2 separate regions of the Mus musculus genome follow, and region 2 is linked to region 1. The links are chromatin contacts, called in public ChIA-PET maps. All regions are on one chromosome and are shown on one strand. Each heading gives the region's core, a stretch centred on a gene start, on an enhancer-like site or on the middle of the called end of the contact. The rest is flanking DNA. Distances are from core to core; before and after follow the strand shown. Region 1 holds the start of Pak2 (p21 (RAC1) activated kinase 2). Region 2 has its middle 20 kb from the start of Zdhhc19.

Region 1 (4,782 bases), core at 1,309-3,808:
AGGGTTGCAGCATCAGGAAGGCTGAGAGCCACTGCTCTGGGGTCTTACCAGGCCTTAGCACTGCCTCTTTCCTATTCTGAAGCTCAAAAGAAAGAAGGCACGGGAACTGAGAGAGATGAACAAAATACTAGTTTTGTTCAGTTGAACCAAATTTCATCGGTCTTTAAACATAAAATTGGAGCTGGAAAGATGGCTCAGCAGTTAGCAGCACTCACTGCTCTTCCAGAAATCCTGAGTTCAATTCCCAGCAACCACATGGTGGCTCATAACCATCTGTAATGGGATCTGATCCCCTCTTCTGATGTGTCTGAAGACAGTGACCACAGTGTATACATATACATAAAATAAGTAAAAATAAAAACATTAAGTTAATATTTAAGATTGTGCCTTATTATATAATCCAGTGCTATATTCATTTTTAGGGGTGTTGAGAAATGCAAGAAAAACATGATTGACACCAACTTTGATAAGACTCTTATTGCCTGATCAATAGATGATACATATCTGAGTTTGGCCACTTTATATTATTGACACTGAATAATGGTCTGTATTTTCGGTGAGTTTTGTAATTTTGTGTGTGGTCCTTTTTTTGTTTAGGCCAAGAGAATGGATATTGTTGTCTTATTGATTCTTTCCCGGGGTTTGTTCCACTTTTATTATTTATTCATCTTAAAGAGTTGTGGTAGGTTCTTTTGGATACAGAAAACAGAAAAACTGCTCACCTCACCTAAGAGTGGTGGTAGGTGGTTAATGTGTATCCCAGTCACTTTCCAAGAATATCTATCTGTTTGCTAGTTATTTTGGAGAATGCTATATGCTTTAGGAACTAAAATGATTGCTTGCAATTCTAATCAATTGGAATATAGTGGATTTAAGGATTATTCTAGAAAAGCTACTTATTTTGATAATCCATGTTCAATGCTACTCATAGGGAAATAGAGGTAAGCAGCCAACATCCATGTAAAGTGACATACAGCCCTATGTTACTCAAACATACATCCTATGTTACTAGCAGGTGGCTGAATGTAGATTTGATAGGCTGCAAAGAATAGGGTGTCATGTAGTTCATCTGACCTCCGACTCTCTATGTAACCATTCTTGTCCCCTATCCGTCCTCTACCTCTCAGTACTCAAATTCCTCATCTTACCTCAGCCACCTGAGTGCTGGAATTACAGGTTTGCTTCATCATATCTTGTACTACAGTACTTTTTTTTTCTTTTCGAGACAGGGTTTCTCTCTATATAGTCCTGGCGGTCCTGAAACTCACTTTGTAGACCAGGCTGGCCTCGAACTCAGAAATTCGCCTGCCTCTGCCTCCCAAGTGCTAGGATTAAAGGAGTATGCCACCTCGCCCAACTACTACAGTACTTTCTAATATACCCATCTTACACCAAGGTGCAGCTACATAAGTCTTGTGGTTTTGGTTGTGAGCCTAGCCTTCATCTCTCACTGACCGTGGCAATCCTCTTCCTACTTGTAATCCTTTCCCCTCAGTTCTTCCGAGTTCCTTTTTCTGTTTTAACTGCCACCTTCTCTGTCCACTCTGTCCACGGTAATCCCTCAGCTTTTTCCCCACCTTGTAACAGGTATCAGTGTTTTGGTTTTTATGTTTTCATACGTTTTTTTGGTTGTTTTTTTTCTGAGACAGGGTTTCTCTGTATAGCCCTGGCTTTCCTGGAACTCACTCTGTAGACCAGTCTGGCCTCGAACTCAGAAATCTGCCTGCCTCTGCCTCCCGAGTTCTGGGATTAAAGGCGTGCGCCACCACCGTTTTCATGTTTTTAACCTTTACAAAGACTAGGTGAAGCATGTTCATTTCTGGTACCTAAATGGTCTTTTGTAGATATTAGATATTGACATAGTTGTGGAATAAGAATACATGAATTAACTCCTCCATTGATAAAATACAGAAAAATAAAAAAATCTTTGTTTTGCAAAGAGGGAGGACCTAATTTAGCAGCATAATCTGATTCAACTTAATCTGGTTAAATTTGTAGGAAAAAAAAAAGCGGTGGCGTCGCATTCCTTTAATCGAGGCCAGCCTGGTCTTCAAAGTGAGTTCCAGGACAGCCAGGGCTATACAGAGAAACCCTGCCTCCAAAAAACCAAACCAAACCAAACCAAACCAAAAAACAAAGTGAGCTGGGCAGTACCTCTTCAGGAGGCAGAAGCAGGAGGATCTCTAGTTCAAAGTCAGCCTGGACTACAGAGTGAGTTCCAGGACAGCCAGGACTCGAAAAGCCATCCCTCCCCACAAAACACCAATTGGTGAATGGATACATTCTCAGAAACAAAGACCCTCTACACACAAATATGTTTGGATCAGCTGTTCTCCGTCAGCTTTGTCAGTAGGTAAACCGTAACTGCAGACAATGCAGAATGCTGATAAATGAGGGACAGGTTTTCTCTGTAACGCCCACTGTCCTGAGTCTCCCTAACAGATGACTAGACTACGGTTCCCAGCCGCCCTGTGAAAGCCCGCCCCTCGGGTCATGACGCCACTTTCAGGGCGGGGCTGTCTTACGGCCCCGCCCCGCGCCCCCGCCGCCGCCCTCCCCCAGGGTTGTGGCCACGCGCAGCGGCAGCGGTTGTTCCGCTTCCCCTCCGGCCCGGGCCGTCGCCATTGCCGAAGGCTCCTGCCCTCCCCTCCCTGGCCCAAGGGGTTCTGCGCCTCACGGCCTCGGTAGCGACGGCCGCGCCCCGCGCCGCTCCCCTCCGCCCTGCCCTCCTCCCTCTCAGCGCCCCAGCGCAGTGCTCGCCCGCGTCGGCCAAGCAGCCCGCCCTGGGTCGGGCGGAGACCTTTCCTCTCTGGTAAGTGCGGTTGCCGCTCGCCCGGGCCGGGCCGGGCCGGGCCGAGCCGCCGCCCTCCTCCCGCCTCCGCGGCCTGGGCCCAGCGGCCCGGGACGCCAGCACCTGCGGGCGGGCCCGCGGCTCCGGGCGGTGGCTCATTGTCTGCGCCCTGGCTCTAAGCTTCGGCCGAGAGGAAGCTTGCTGGGCTGTGGGGACCCTGGCCACTCCGGCCGTCCTTGCCCTTCTCTCCCGCCGGCGCTGCACCGGACGACTCGGGTTTGTTCCTGGATGTTCCCTCCTTTACCAGCTGCGTTCTCTGCAGTCTCGTCGCTCGGGAATCCTGTCGCGAGCTCCTTAAGTTCAGTGTGTAAACTCTTCCTCCTCCTCCACATTAGGAAAAAGTTTTTGCCGGGCTCTGGGAGCCTGCGTTTAAGAACAGAAGTTAAGGATCTTACGGTTTTTGCTTGATCTTTAGCCAGGAGGTGAATATTTGCTTCTTAAGGTTAACTTGGGCTGAGGTTGGCTTTTCACCATGTTTGGCTGTCTGAAACACGCGCGCCCTCACAAGAAAAAAAAAAAGTTGCTGCAAATAACTTAATGGACTCAGCCTTTTGATTAGTTCTAGATCAAGTCGTCCAAGACAGAAGTGTGTTAAATAATTGCCATTGTGGCTTGATGGGAAGGAGGCTCTCTCCATCCCCTGTCTTAATAGAACTAGGTAGAGTGGAAGTGAGATTTGTTTCCTCTTTGACAAATCACCAACTCCCATCGATAGCCGCCAGGTTCTTCTTTACAAGTGACCTGTAGATTTTCCAGCTTTTCGTTTCTAACCTTTTAAAAAAAGACAACCAAACCGGTTAGGCCCAAAATTAGACAACGACGAGCTGAGCTGTGTTTTGGGTGAAGGTTGTGCACGTCACGTTTTTCCCCTGCTGTATTCGACTCTTCCGCTCTTATAAAGTAGGCAGGATATTGAAATAAATACACAAGAATTTGCTCTGGGGATTTTTTTTTTTTTTTTTTTGGTAGAGCTATCCAAAAGAATAGTATGAATAAAATTAGGTTGGGATGAAGGCAGTGAGTAGTAATTTTTAAAACAGGTTAGGGCACGTCAACTTTGCCAGAAGCTCTGTGGCATTTGTAGAACATTCTTGCTTGTCTCTACCCCAGTTCTTCAGTTGGGGTGTGTGTGTGTGTGTGTGAAGGAAGCCTTTTTCGTATACTTTTATACCCATCCTCTGCCTTTCCTAGACAGGGCCTCATTCCAGCTCAGGCTGTTGTGACACTCTTCCTGTCTCAGCCTTGTGTGCTGGGATTACACGTGTTAGCCAACATATTTGGTAGCCTCTCTTTTTAGGTCTTTCTAGAGATTAATTAGCCAGGAACACTATTGTACATTTACATCAGGGAAACTGAATTTTATATTGTTGCTTAGATAGATAGAAAATGTAACTTTTGGGTTTTGGTAAAAGAGGTTGCCCAAAATTAAAAATGTTTTCTTCTTGTTTTCACTAGTACATTATTACCTTTCCCTCTGCCAGGCTATGGGGGAAATGGATTAGTATCAAGTACTGCCATCCTTTGGTACTGTGGGTTGTTCTTAGGTTAGTGAGTTGTCTTGACACTAGGGAGGAATGTCAGGGAATGAAAAAGTACCTTGAAGTTAGTTTCTGCTGTTTCTTTCTCCTTTTTAACCCCTTGTACCGGATTGAACCGCAGACCTCCCTGTGATGCTAGGCAAGTGTTCTTTGCAGCACTGAGTTACAAGCCCAGCCCTCTCTTCTCTGTGCAGACAGTCTCACTGTTTCCCAGGCTGGTATTGAATCTCTTCCCTACCAGGTAAGCCTTGAACTGGGGTTTTCTTCTCAACCTCCCTAGTAGCTGGGATTGCAAGCCTGTGCCTGCAGAATATCTCATTTGTTTCCAAAAGCAGGTATTTGTTTGTTTTTCTTTGGAGACAGCCTCTTTCTATGATACCCAGGTTTGTTTCA
Region 2 (4,928 bases), core at 1,461-3,960, 440 kb before region 1:
GGTTTCTCTGTGTAGCCCTTGCTGTCCTGGAAGTCACTCTGTAGACCAGGCTGGCCTCGAACTCAGAAATCTGCTTGCCTCTGCCTCCCGAGTGCTGGGATTAAAGGCGTGTGCCACCACACCCGGCCCCTCTTGCCACTTTTAAGCAAATTCATCAAAGACAAACCTGTGTCCTGGCTGGGGAGATGGCTCAGTGGGTAAAGTGCTTGCTACGTGGACATGAGGAGCTAAGGTTGGATTCCCAGAACTCACGTAAAAGCTGAGCACCGTGTCCTGTATCTGTAGTCTAGTACCAGGGGAGGGCAGAGACAGGTTCCATGAGGCCTGCTAGTCAGCCAGGCTGACCTAACCAGCAAGCTCAGTGAGACCCTGACTACAACACACATACACTACAAAAACAACATATATACAATACACAAAACACAACACACGCATGCATGCACACAACACACACACACACACACACACACACACACACACACACACACCACAAACATGATCTAAAACAAAAAGAAATCAGTCTCCAAATCCTTCAGCTCAAGGGGAGGTCAAGCTTTTGAACTACCAACATTCATTTTTAACATTCACTTGATAAACAATTCATTGACATTCCATTGATAAACAATGGAAATATGAGGTCCCTGGGGAAGGACCTGCTGGGTTGTCACATTGTGACTCATGAAAGGCCCTCATGAGTTGCTTGACTTTGTGCTAAAGCTGCAGGCCTTGGAAGTGGGTGTCACGGGGATGTTCCAAGCCATCCTGGAGGTCCAGGATGAGGGCAACCATTGAAGGACAACGGTCTAATGTGAAGTGAGACTTTAGCTCATTCTGGGAGGGTGGGGTTAGGATGTCACTTCTAGGTGGCGCACATCACCTGCCAGTCTACACCTGAGGTTTGCTTCCCTGGTCAAAGTCCTAGAGCAGTGTGCACAGGCGGGCCTGGCTCTGTCAGCACACAGTCCTTGGTTCTGCTGGAGGGTTGAGGATACAGGATCAATCGGGGCAGGATTTTACCTCTTCAGATCCAGATTAATGAAGAGATGCAGTGAGGCCCCCCCCATGTAACAATTCCCTGACTGTGTGCCTTTCACTACAGCACAGGACACCTTTGATTGTTCACAGTTGCCTAGGATTAAGGCAGGCCGGGGTGTAACTGGTCCCCTAGCTCACTGAGGTGGCTAAGACTGGAGGGAGGGGCAGCGTCAGGTACTTAATGGTATCTATTACACAACAGCACGTCCCCACAGCTTACTGCACTGCAGTCTCACGGCAGGTAAGAAAGTTACGAAAGCCAGGTATAGCGGCTCACACTTGTAATTCCAACCTGTGTCATGGGCTGAGACACCAGGATTTCTGTGAGTTCCAGGCCATCGCCATCTACAATGAAATGCTGTCTCTAAATAAATAAATAAATAAATAAATAAAAGACAGCTACCTGATATAATTTGAATATTCTTTTTTCTTCTTCTGGTTTTTTTGAGACAGAGTTTCTCTGTGTAATAACCCTGGATGTCCTGGACTTGCTCTGTAGATCAGGCTGGCCTCAAACCCACAGAGATTTACCTGCCTCTGCCTCCTGATTAAAGGCGTGCGCCATAATACCCAAGGATGACTTGAATACTCTAAGGATGGAGGCCGGGCACAACTTTCAATTTTCGTGTATTCCATGCTGCAGTCAGAGCACATTTCCCCAGGGCATGTGCTGTATTTAGGTGCTTGGGGTACTCCACACAGTGACTCAGGGGTTCTTTCCTTTGCAGTCCCTCCTCCCTCCTCCTCCTCCTCTTCTTCTTCTTTCTCTCTCTCTCTCTCTCTTCTCTCTTTCTCTCTCTGTCTCTGTCTCCAGGACCTCATTTGTGCTAGGCAAGCCCTCTAACCTGAAAACAAGACCACGATACATGTGAACAAGGAGAGGAAACTTACAGAAATGATAAGAAATTTCTTGCAGGATGGTGGTGGTACACACCTTTAATCCCAGCACTCAGGAGGCAGAGGCAGGTGGATCTCTGTGAGTTTAAGGCTAGTCTGCTCTACAGAGGGAGCTAGGACAGCCAGGGTTACCCAGAGAAACCCTGTCTTAAAACAAACAGACAGACAAAACCAAAACAAACACAACAACAACAAAAGAAAAAAGAAGAAAGACTCATGTTTTTCTTGAGTGTTTAACTGACAACCTAAAGTCAGATGGAAGAACAGACATAATTTCTTCTGCTTGGGGAATTAAGGAAATATAAAGGGGGCAGAAGTGAAGTGTAGGCTGAGGGAAAGGGGTGAACTCAGTTGACCAAGTAGGAAACAGCAGCAGGTGGCTGGGGTCGAGTCAGAGAGAGGGCGCGGGGATGGGGACTTGGGGTGGGGCACACACAACGGTTTATGTCCTATCCACTGAGGAGGTCGCTTAAACCCGAGTTACAGCCGGAACTGAAAGATCACAGAAGGTTCTGGATCTGTCTGAGGAGGAGGGCATGGGGGCTGGCAGGACGGAGGCCTGAGAACAAAGAGAGTCAATTCTGCTGGCGCATTTTCCTCAGGGGAGAAGCAGGCTTCCCATGAACTCGATCTGAAATGGGTTTAAACTCCTGCCATCACAGGGTAGTGTAGACAGGGATGGGGATTAAGATGCAGCTGTGATTGGCAGGTGGAAGACACACCCCACCCCACCCCACCCCGCTCCTCAGCCTTGGGGAGAGCCTGGCCCATCCTACTTTGAGGCAGAGGGAGCGGCTTCCGCCCTGAGCCAGTGTTCTAAGGACTGAGCCTCCCGTGCTACAACCTCCTTGTAATATGCGATCATTGTCACCCACCCAGGGAGCTGTGGGGACCTGGTATAAGGAGGGACCTGCGACACACATGCCGCTGTGTCCTGCCATTATACAAGCCTATTTGGTCCCCTCCTTTCCCTATTGAAGCTTCAGGGCTGGAGTGGCTGTCCAGGCAACCGCTCTGCCTGAAGCCTCTTTGTTCCTGAGGTTGCAGCTGCCTGGCAGTGTAGGCGGTGTAAGCAGCTTTTCGTGATTCAGACCCAGGCAAAGAGAAAAAAAAAAAAATCTAATTTGAGATCAGAGCCCACAGCTGAGGGGGAGGGAGTGTGGGGGCTGCTTCCTCCCGGGTTGGGAGAGGGGCCCAGGCTGTGTTGAGGGCTTAGGTGGCTGGGCCTGCACAGGGGTGGGCAGCAACAGCTGTGCCAATAAAACTGCCCATAAGCATCTGGTCCCGATTATTTTCAGGTAATATCTGAGCTGTTCTGTGTGTGGAAGAAGAACATTTTTCATAGTCACCCGGCAAGGCAGAGGGAAAGCTAGCCTGAAAATCAGGTGTCCTGACACCCCCTGACCACAGCTAGAATCAATCCCCTTACATAGGAAACTCCTGACACCATATTTGATCAATTTGCTTCCAGTTTTTAAAATAATTTTATTTACTTATTTAGTGTACATCCGTGATCTTCCTACTTTTGTGAGAGAGGGTGTCAGATCGCCTGGAACTGGAGTTACAGTTGTGTGCTGCCATGTGGGTGCTGAGAATTGAACCTGGTCCTTCGGAAGAGCAGCCAGTGCTCTTAACTGCTGAGCCATCTCTCCAGTCCCCTCCAGTCTTCTAAAAATCAGCATGTAATTTTTTTTTTTTACTTAAAAGGTTTATTTTTTTTTTTATGTATATGGCTATCTGTCTGTGTATGTGTGTGTGTGTATTTATGTGTGCACCACAGGTGTGCCTGGTGCCTGCAGAGATCAGAAGAGGCCACCTGACCTCTGGAAACTGGAGTTATAGATGGTTATGAGCCAACATGTAAGTGCTGGGACCAAACCTAGGTCCCCTGCTAGAGCAGCCGGGTGCTCTTAACCACCGAGCCTTCTCTGTGGCCCCTACACACGTAACTTCATAATAGCATTTGATCATACTATAAATAAGTGCATTCTTTTTTAAAACTTCCCTTTGTCCTTGTCTCCTGGACACACCATGGCCGCTCAGTGTTTGCTGCGTGAATGAGAAATGGACTCTTCTTCCCACTGTTCGGTTCAGGCCCCAGGTTGTTTTGTTTTTAACATCTTTACTTGAGGAGACAATATACTTGTTACTATTTAGTGTGTGCGTGTGTGTGTGTGTGTGTGTGTGTGTGTGTGAAATGGAGTGTGTATTAGTGTGAGTGTGTCTTCATGGTATATGTGTGGTGTGTCTATGTAGCATGTTTGTATGAGTATGTGTGGGTCTGTGTGGTATGTATGTAAGTGTGTGTGTGTCTATGTGATATGTGTGTGGTGTGTGTGTGTGTTCTGTGTGGAGTGTGTACATGTGTGTGTTCTGTGTGTGTGTATGTATGTGTGACTTGTGTGTATATGTTGTGTGTGTATTTGTGTGGTGTGTGTGAGCATTTATATGTGTATGTGTCTGTGTGATTTGTGTGTGTATGGTATATGTGTCTGGTGTGTGTATGTGTCTGTGTGATTTGTGTATATGTGGTATATATGTGAATGTGTCTCAGTGAGTGTGTCTGTGTACATGAGTGTATGTCTCTATGTGTGTCTGTTTGTGTGTGTCTGTATGTGTGTTTGTGCGTGAGTATGTGTATGTGTCTGTGTGATTGGTGTGTGTGTGTGGTGTGTGTGTATGTGTCTGTGTGATTTGTGTGTGTGTATGTGTCTGTGTGACTTGTGTGTGTGTGGTATATGTGTGAATGTGTCTCTGTGTGTGTCTCTGTGTATGAGTATACGTCTGTTTGTGTGTGCCTGTGTGTGTGGTATATGTGTGAATGTGTGTGTGTGAGTGTATGTCTGTGTGTGTGCCAGTGCACATGTGCCACAGAGCACTCACAGGACAACTTTGGGGAGTTGGTTCTCTCTCTGCCTTGTTGAGTCAGAGTCTCTCATTTCTTCTCTGTGCTGCCTGCTCCACACTAGCTGCTGAAAGCTTCTGGGAACTTCTTC

What was found. ChIA-PET counts read pairs in DNA pulled down with a chosen protein or histone mark.
Region 2: an RNA polymerase II ChIA-PET map of memory CD8 T cells shows a contact between it and region 1, with 13 read pairs. The contact joins the enhancer-like site here to the promoter of Pak2 in region 1. A contact is called at or near these places in 1 of 484 Hi-C or Micro-C datasets (nephron progenitors), 11 of 115 datasets of contacts at active chromatin or transcription factors (astrocytes, bone marrow-derived macrophages, embryonic basal ganglia and 7 more) and 2 of 9 other capture datasets (liver and pancreatic islet).

Annotation. Positions count from the first base shown.
Region 1 is chr16:32,077,118-32,081,899 of GRCm38.p6, reverse strand. Pak2 (p21 (RAC1) activated kinase 2) reads left to right here and starts at 2,558. Exons shown (of 15, transcript NM_177326.3): 1 at 2,558-2,812.
Region 2 is chr16:32,514,278-32,519,205 of GRCm38.p6, reverse strand. No RefSeq gene overlaps it. Among named protein-coding and RNA genes, the nearest start is that of Zdhhc19, 20 kb to the right of the region's middle. Within about 2 kb of position 2,710, at least 224 of the 459 cell types and tissues checked have an H3K27ac peak or open chromatin away from gene starts, as enhancers often do. A contact at or near this core is called in astrocytes, embryonic basal ganglia, embryonic forebrain and 7 more, where this site is marked.